Regions from separate parts of the Mus musculus genome. Here regions 2 and 3 are each linked to region 1. Evidence: chromatin contacts called from public Hi-C and HiChIP or PLAC-seq data. All regions are on one chromosome and are shown on one strand. The core of a region is the stretch at or near the end of the contact, and the rest is flanking DNA. Distances in the headings are between cores, read along the strand shown.

Region 1 (2,929 bases), core at 325-2,824:
GCAAATTCTTTATCTGCTCATTGGCATCTGAATTTCACCCCCTAAAACTCTTTGTACAATGGCCGATGAAGTGAGTGTTGGTTTCTCTCACTTTCACGAGTGGGAGCTCAGGACTTGGGCTCCCTAAGCTGGGCTTGTATACACAGAATGTGGAGGATGCAAAATCTTGGCTACAGTTAAATGTTTCTGAGTTCTCAAGATGAATTCAAAATTAATTGCATAATAAATCCAAGGTGTTTCTGGCTGCGCTAACTCAGGATGCACTTTAGAAGTTCATTTGAATCTTGCCTCTGAACACACAACATAAACAGTGCACTGTGCGTGCATGTGTCCAGCTGATCATGCCAAGGAGAGCTAATTACAGACTACTGTATGTTATAAATTACAATGTTTTCTATTGTAATTTACATATAAAGTCTTTCACTCTCATAGAAATGTCATGACTTAATGACAGTATTTTCATTTGGCTATCTAAATATATATATGTATATATGTGTATATGTGATATATGTATATTTGTATATATGTATACATAAATACATATCCAAAAATCATTGCTTGAATTACTGACTTGAGTTTCACCAAAAAAAAATCAATAAATAAAATTTAGCTTAGGACTAGAGCAGAATTTGCAATAACTTTTAAAGTGACCCTAAACATCCTTCATATCTTTTACCATGTAACATCCTTCATATCTTTTACCATGTATTCATGGGAAGTAGTGCTATCAACATGACTGATGATTCATAGACTTGAGGAATGTTGAAGATGCTCCATGTCCTGCAGTATTAAATGTGCAGCCACGTTTTAATTATTTGTGTAAAAACAAACAAGCATGTTCCTTTCACTACGATGCAAGCTTACTTTTGTTTTTAATGAATGGTAAAACTGTATGCACGCAAGGAATTGTTTTAAAATCATTTTCTTTATGAATTATTACCAGTGAATACTTGGTTTGTATGTCTATTTTATATATCTGTGCATCTGGAGTTACATAAAATTTTCTCAGACCAAAAAAAAAATGTCAAATGGAAAGGCTTAAGAAGCTTTGCACTGGCTCCTGTGTGGTGACATTTGAAGATAAGCCTGCTGAGGAAATATTGTAAGTCACATAAGTTCATTAGAGAAGGATCTTGGTTGGTAGGAAATCTGGATTTCTCAGTTCTCACACTCTGGGGAAGTCCATGTGAGCACAGGATGAGAAGACTGCTATTGGAAAGCCAGGAAGACAGCTTGAACCAGACTCTAAATCAGTAGACCCCCAATCTTGGAATTCTAGTTGGCAGAAGTATGGAAGATGTCTATGGTTATACCACCTTGTATGTACCAGATCTCATTTAACTGAGAAATGAAATTCCACTGTTTTGTTTAGCTCACTCTTTGTTTGACACTTTAGTCTAATAGCCCTAGCCAAGCAATAGACACAAGAGGGCAGCAACTCCCCTTTTCTCTTTCCAGCCCCCAAAGAGGGTAAGGGCCAAACTTCAGCTTTAAGACCACCTTACTCTGGCTCCACCACTGCTCACAGATGTAAAGAATTGAGGAAGTTTGCCCTCTAGGGTAAGTACCAGTGAACCAGATGGCCTTGTCATGTGGAACAAAATTTCCCTAACATGCCGAGATCCCTTTAGTGTTAAGTTAGCATTGTAACATTCACCAGCCTTTTTTTTCAGGGAGAAGCAGAGTTCTATTACATGTGCTCTTCTTCCCTATTGAGATAGTTGTTGAATAAAGTTCTATCCTCATCATTCTGACATCTGTGATTTTCTTTTAACAGCACCAACTTTATGGAATGAACTGCTTTGGGGTCTCAAGAGTAGAGTTAGTTGAGTTCAATCAACTTTCTTTTTCTCTTTCTCACATGTGTGTGTGTGTGTGTGTGTGTGTGTGTGTGTGTGTGTGTGTGTGTGTGTGTGTGTGTGTGTGTGTAAGAGAGAGATAGACAGAGAAAGAGACAGACAAGGACAGAGATTGGAACTTGACTAGTAGAGGTTCAAGTAAGAAAAATAAATGACCAAAGTAATAAACACAAACTGAGGGTGCTTACAGTCAGTTAATCATTTGAATTGCTTAGTGAAGTAGAAGATTCTCTTTAATTTATTCAATTTATTTTAAAGAAACCCTAAACTCCTAAAACAATGAAATCCACTCATATTTAAAACTCCTGGGGTGGAAAAACACTGAATTATCTTCCAAGCATCTTACTATCTATCCAAATTAGTAATGTGTGATAACCTGGGGATATCATGCAACTCATTTAGGTGTGGTGTGATGTTCAATGAGTTGGTAATAGCTCAGTCATTATTACATTTCATTGATATTACCTTGAGTGGAAATATGACTAAAAGTCAGTACAGGGAGACAAACATACAAAATTAGATTGTCCCATGAATTCAAGGGAAGATGAGGTTGATGTGTAAAATACATTAAAGCAAATGGTACTATTTACAAATAGGAATGAAATGAAGTAAGTGAAGAAATTAATAGTGAACAATGGCACAGCTTTAGAACCAGAGAAAATATACTGTGAAATACAAGAAAGGAAAGGACCAGCAAGCCTGGCAGATTTGAGAGGGATTGGTACAACATGGTGGCTAATTTTATGAATCAGGTTGAATTGGCCACAGTAACCAAATACATAGTCAAACATCATTCTAGGTTGTCAACAAAGGCATTCTCAAGTGGAATTAACATATATTATTATTCTCTGTATGTGGGTAGGTTTCATCTAGTTTGTTGGAAACCTAAATAGAATGGGGACTCCTTTTATCTTCTTGCACTCTCTATAATTATTTTTGAAATATTTTGATGCTTCCCTTACTAATAATTTCCATCTTTTTATTGTTGTACAGTATTCTGTTGCACGGATGGACCTCAATCTGCTAACCAGGTCAACAATTGCTAGAAATTTAGATGGTTTTCATGTTGG
Region 2 (2,917 bases), core at 244-2,743, 47 kb after region 1:
GGAGGTAATCATGTTGATGCTTAAAGGGCTGGGACCCAGAGGCCACACTGGCATCATTATAACTTGGTATGGCATATGTGCTTATGAAATTTCCAGAGGGCCAAGAACAGCAGCACAGTTTGTCCAAAGGCCCAGTGGGGAATTTGACTATGTTACATGCTGTCTACTTCCCAGGATTTTCTCTAGAATCTTGATGCAGCATTTATGCCCTTATAACTCTTACCTTCTTGCAAAACCAGTTCCACATGGGTGACCCCTAAGATCTACTGTCAGATCAAAAAGTAGCCATCCCTCCCTTTATAACTATAGTTATAGTGACCTCTAAGTTTCTGCACAGTCCACCCTGAGATGCATTTCTGCACAGCCTTGGATGGTAACAACAACAATAGCAAAACCGTTGGTGGGAACGGTAGAAATCTGATTAGGAACTTTCCTACTCTTTTAAAAATAGAATGGTTTATTCCCAAGGAAATCAAACAATAAAGTTTGCTGAATTCAATTTCCTCATAAACTTGAGTGTTATTAATAAAAGGATTCATAGAGACAACTCTATTATGCATCACAAAGATAGAAAGCTGCTGCTTAGAACACGGTGTTCTTAAGTTTATTTTTATTTAGGGCTTTTCAAATTTGACTGTGCCTACCAGACATCTAGAGTACTTGGTGAACTATAGACCACGTAGACAGAGGTGTATTTGAATCCCTGGTAAAACCTGAGATTCTGAACTTCTAACTCCTGGAAAGTGCCAGCCTTGTTGGTGCAGTGGGACAGATAGTGTCCAGTTTCATGCAGTTGGGTGGGGAGTCTCACAGTTTCCTTTATTTTCAAGCAAAGCTGGACTACTTCAACACTATTAACTCGCTTTCAAATGTAGAGGTCTGCAGTGACCCCTGGCTTAATGCCCTATGTCCTAAGGGCTGGTTGGTCACAGCATATAATTATCATGTGGGCAAGAAGCCAGAAAGGGACTTGTGCTCTGACTTGTGCAGCCCCTGCAGAGAGCTCTGCACAAGGTCATTTTGCAGACAAGGCCAGCCACCTGTGTTCAGGGACACTCTCCAGACAGTCAGGCAGAGAAAAGGAAGCCCTGTTGAGAAAGTGAGCCCTTCATTTTGCACCAAACTCAGAAAGCCATCCAGACACAGGAGATTGTGACCTGAATAGCAGAGTTCTCCCACAGTCCTACTCTGATCTCTGTTATTATAAGAAAATACCTGAAGCTGGGTCATTTTTAAGAATAAGCTTGTTGTATCCTACAATGTTCAAAGTTGGGATCATCAAGAGCATAGACTTAATTCATGCTAGGAAACCCAAGTGAAGATGCCCAAGCTTCGTCAGAATCCAGCTTAGCAATCACTAATTCAGTCTCATGAGCATCAGCCCAACTGCATTCGAAAGGAATTGATCTATTTTTTTTTAACATTTCTACTTTTAAAACAATTATGTGTTTTGATGTTTTACCTGCATTCATGAAGTACCCTCAGAATCCAGAAGAGGGCATAGGATTCCCTGGAACAAGAGTTATAAACAATGCTGACCCACCACAGGGTTGCTTGGCCTCAAACCCAGGTTCTCTGGAAGAACAAGATCTCAAAACCTTAATATTTGAAACCAGTGAATAATGAATGAGCGAAGAGTGAGCACTTGTGGGAAAGCCCACAATGAAGGATTGCTTCATTCTGGTCCCAAGATCAGTCATGGTTTTTCCTTTTATTAGGTCAAAAAGTCAGGATGTTTTTCTACATGGGAAAAGGAAGGCATAAGTTAAGATACTTCAAAACATTCGTCTACATACACTTTAGGTGCTGTACTGAAGGGTGGGCCAACAGGATTAGTATCTCAGGTTGCTATGGGCTACACGGAAAGTCAATCTAACATCTCTCTGAACCTCAGTTTCCTAATATTAAACAAGAATAGATGTAATAGTCCATGTTCATCCTTAATATGAGATGTCTTAATTATATAATAGAGATTTATTGCTTTTCTAGGTCTGGCATAATTTCAGAAGTAACATTTCTGAGGGCTCTTATTATGAAATGAGGAAGTGAGCCTGAGAAGAGACTTCTAAAATAGTTGCTGGTTTTTCAGTTCGGCAAGTTTTATTTATTTATTTTGTTTACTTATTTTAGATGGGGTCTCATGTTGTAGCCTAGGCTCGTGAATTAATTTCTACCCTTGAGCCTTGGTTTGCAGACCCAGAATTCCGTGAGAGAAAGGGTGGCCAGATTCCCCCAAGGAAGGATATTGATAAAATACTTAAAAGTTTGACCATTAGCCTTTCTCCAGTCCTTCCCCAGAGGGAAATACAGCCTTTTACAAAAGTAACTGTACACCAGGGGAATGAAAACAATCAGACTTTTCAGGGTCTGTTGGATGCTAGTCCTGAATTAACGCTTTTCCCAGGAGATCCCGAGAAACACAGTGGCCTTCCAGTTAAATAGGAGCTTTTGGAGGTCAGGTGATTAATGGAAGTTTGGCCCATGTCCTATACATAGTAGGGCCAGCATGTCCTCAAATTCATCCTGTGGTGGTGGGTTTTTTTTTCCCCCAATCCCAGAATGTATAATTGGGATAGATATATTTAGATGTTGGCAGACTTCTCCCATTGGTTTTCTGACTGGGGAATGAGAGCTATTATGGTTGGAAAGGCTAAATGGAAGCCTTTAGAGTTCCCCGTGCCAAGGAAAATAGTGAATCAAAAACAGTGTTGCATCCTTTTAGGAGTTACAGAAATGAGCACCACTACCAAGGACTTGAAAGATGCACGAGTCGTGGTTCCCACCATGTCCCCTTAACTTTTCTATCTAGACAGCACAGAAGACATATGGATTGTGGAGAATAGCAGTTGACTATCAATAACTCAGTCAGGTATTGCCTCTGATTGTAGCATCTGTAGTAGCTGAGGTGTCCTTACTT
Region 3 (3,083 bases), core at 326-2,825, 59 kb before region 1:
CCTAAAAAAAAAAAAATAAAAGTAAGGGGCAGAATCATTGAGAAAGATGTCTGACCCCTGCATATATCCAGCAGAAAGCACACAGCATGTTCATACACCTACATAAACATTTACATACACCCACACACACCGAAAGAAGGAAGAAGAGGAGGAGGAAGAGGAGGGGGAGGGGGAGGAGGAGAGAGAACAAGAACCACTAGAGAACTATGATGGTCTGGAGTTGACAGAGTTTATTTGTGGTTTGGATGATATCTCGAGCTTTAGGATGGGTGGTGATTCAAGGCTTTTCTTCGAAACCTCTTAGGCTATTTTAGAGGTACATTGAGCCTTGTTTCTACTGCCAACAGGAGTTTTGCACCCCATTCTGAGCAAGGAAGGGGGATGAGTTGTATAAAATGAACCATAAGCAGGGTGCTTCCTTGGTCAACAGTGCAGATTCTAGGAGCTCTGCAGACTACCTGTATCATCTGGCGTACCAGGGGTGCGTGAGCATCAGCATGGATTGGCTGAGTTCCTTAAATTCTGGAGCGGCGTTCACTCATGTTGGTATTCCAGCCACTGTGGCTTATCTGGACAAATATGCAATAGGTACCCTAAATGGAGTTTGGCCTTGGAAGGGTACCATTAGCCTCTGAGGGAAAGATTTCTCAATTTCATTCAATGAGTTAAACTGCACAGGTGCCACCTCTCCATTTGGAATTACCAAATTCCTGTTGTTATAAGCTAGTGATTGAACGTGGGCTGCGTGCCCACAGCCCCTCAGCAACCCTGAGCTATCCAATTTTGAACTTTTTCCATTTCTTACTTTACTGCTTCATCTCGACAACAACCACATAAAGCATGCGGAAAATGAAAGTTTCCTCTAATTGGCACTCAAGTGCTCATTTTGCTTAGAACTTTAATATTTAGGAAGATCGTGTAGCTAGTACTAACGGCAAGCATGTATTCCGTTGATAGGCATCTACAGACTGAAGAAGGAGGCCCTTCCCTCTTCTGTTGATGAAATGCACCCTGTCAGTCATTTTCTCCATAACGTCAGATAAGTCTTCATTGGTTTCATGACAAGGAACATTCTCATCTTACTGTGCCTTTATGGGAGCATGGGGGGAGGGTTGTAAGATACATTACACTGATGAAGTATCATAATCACAAACTATAAAAAGGGGAAATATATGCTTACCATAGGTACTTTTTGTATGAATTTCCTGACCCTGATTTGATCAGAATCTAAACCTAAAGACTGTAACAATTTAGATCTTTTTTTTTTTAAGTTTAATTGTTCACTTTGAGAAAAACCTCAAGGTTATGCAAGAATGGTGGCAGAGCGGAAGCAAGGAGCCAGCTGCTTTGCACATCAGAGGGCTTGAAAGAGAACAGCAGGTCGGATCAGAAACAAAACCACAGCAGGGCCTCTTGCTCTCACAAATCCTTCGGACTACTCACACTGTCCTCTCCCACCAGGTCTCCTGATTTGATTTAAATTAATTAATTTATTTTGGCCTAAGATGCTGCTAGTGTGAATAACGTGACCCAGCTCTGAAGATCTCTAGGGAGGAAGAGGAAGTTTGCCCTTACCTGACACGTGCTGGGAATGAAGACAGTGCCTGCCATGCTTGGGACTCCTCGGTTATTTAGGGAATTCTTCATCCTCCATCTGGGCCTCTGGAGCATCCTTTGTGAGAAAGCTACTAAGAGGAATGGTAAGGGACCTACTAAGAAAGCTGGTTTTCTTCCTCGGGGTTCCTGTCAGTGATAGTTGAGCTTGCTCTGTGGAGAGGGATGTTCATGTCCAGGGCATATATAGCTCAGAGTGATGAGTCCCTTTTGCTTCTTGAAAACGCTCCAGGATGTGAGTGAAGTTAGGACATGCTACTCACCTGGCTACAGAGCAAAAACTGATCCATAGCTGGAGCTAAGTTTCCTAAAACCAGGTCCTGATGGTAAGTGAAGAGATTTGAGCAGATGTTATAAATGTGTCAGTACAGATTTGTCACTATTACAAAACTCTCTGTGGCTGCCATGCTAACAGAAAAGACTTGTTACGTTCATGTCTTGGTATCAGATGTCAGCAGGATGTTGTAGTGCTTACTGGGGTGGGAAAGCTTTTGGATACTTGTGGTTATAGCTGTGGCCATGGTTACACTCAAATAATGTTCAATCTAAATAGACTGCCTCCTTCTTTCTGTGGGGTATACTATGAGAATACTGTGGGGTGTACTATGAGAGTACTAAGCAGGCTTCTCGATGTGAGGCTGAAGAGTAAATCATGAGTGTCGCTTTAGTTTGTCTGGACAGGATGATTTGTGAATGGTCGCCAACTGAAAATAGGAAACAATTCTCCATAGTTTATGAAGACAAGGTCTGTAATGCTTGGGATCCTTGGGTTATTTATCTTCCACCATCACACGTGTAGCAACTGGGCACATTCGTGTTGGATTGAAAAATAGAACCACTGAGGTCCTGTGGAATGTCATCTTGAAATCTGGAACTGTGAGGTTTAGGATTCAATGATCTGATGTCACAAGACCACCTAGCCAAGAGCAGAGTAGAACTTCTTCTTAGTCATTCAAGCCCTTGTTTATTATTACCCACCTCTGAAAGACAAGAGGAGTCAAATATTAATTCTATTTAATTCTAAGGGACCTCTTGCAGACTGGACTCTGTGAAACAAAGGAAATATTTTTAATTTTATAGCACAATTGGGGTTGTAATTCGCATTATATTCTTCTACCCAGTATGTTATAATCTGGTATTTATTACGCACAGAAACTTGGTTATCAGGTGGGAGTATTTATTCCCTCTGCTACTTACATTATGAACTCAGTTAAGTTTCTTCTCCTTTCTTAGTTTTCCTTTCTTCATTAAAAAATATATAATTATACCTAGCAGTTGGCCTTTTCTTATACCTATAGTGCCTAGCTATGGTAAGTAGATGCAATTAAAGCTTGATAAATGTTAATGGTGACCTTTGCCAATAGTTTTTTCCTTCAGTACCTTTGATAAAATCCAATTAAATGAGAACTTAGGTTTAACATTAAAACCTTAAGTAGATCTAGTTTTAAAAATCGCCAAATGCTATAGAT

The links. A called contact is a pair of places that touch in the nucleus more often than the background predicts. HiChIP or PLAC-seq counts read pairs in DNA pulled down with a chosen protein or histone mark.
Region 2: a Hi-C map of muscle stem cells shows a contact between it and region 1, with 2.9 times the contacts expected there. The contact joins two enhancer-like sites. A contact is called at or near these places in 1 of 15 datasets of contacts at CTCF or cohesin (the NIH/3T3 cell line), 8 of 484 Hi-C or Micro-C datasets (the CH12 cell line, Sertoli cells, bone marrow-derived dendritic cells and 5 more) and 1 of 115 datasets of contacts at active chromatin or transcription factors (CD8 T cells).
Region 3: a contact with region 1 is called in an H3K27ac HiChIP or PLAC-seq map of bone marrow-derived dendritic cells, with 2.7 times the contacts expected there. The contact joins the promoter of Btla here to the enhancer-like site in region 1. A contact is called at or near these places in 2 of 39 promoter capture datasets (embryonic stem cells and macrophages), 3 of 484 Hi-C or Micro-C datasets (B cells, bone marrow-derived dendritic cells and psoas muscle), 4 of 115 datasets of contacts at active chromatin or transcription factors (CD8 T cells, bone marrow-derived dendritic cells, embryonic stem cells and 1 more) and 2 of 9 other capture datasets (adipose tissue and liver).

Annotation. Positions count from the first base shown.
Region 1 is chr16:45,281,752-45,284,680 of GRCm38.p6, forward strand. No RefSeq gene overlaps it. Among named protein-coding and RNA genes, the nearest start is that of Btla, 59 kb to the left of the region's middle. Within about 2 kb of position 1,575, at least 24 of the 459 cell types and tissues checked have an H3K27ac peak or open chromatin away from gene starts, as enhancers often do. A contact at or near this core is called in B cells, adipose tissue, bone marrow-derived dendritic cells and 1 more, where this site is marked.
Region 2 is chr16:45,328,933-45,331,849 of GRCm38.p6, forward strand. No RefSeq gene overlaps it. Among named protein-coding and RNA genes, the nearest start is that of Gm30636, 32 kb to the right of the region's middle. Within about 2 kb of position 1,494, at least 28 of the 459 cell types and tissues checked have an H3K27ac peak or open chromatin away from gene starts, as enhancers often do. A contact at or near this core is called in muscle stem cells, where this site is marked.
Region 3 is chr16:45,222,762-45,225,844 of GRCm38.p6, forward strand. It overlaps Btla (B and T lymphocyte associated), which reads left to right and starts at 1,576. Exons shown (of 6, transcript NM_001037719.2): 1 at 1,576-1,700. The coding sequence starts at 1,592.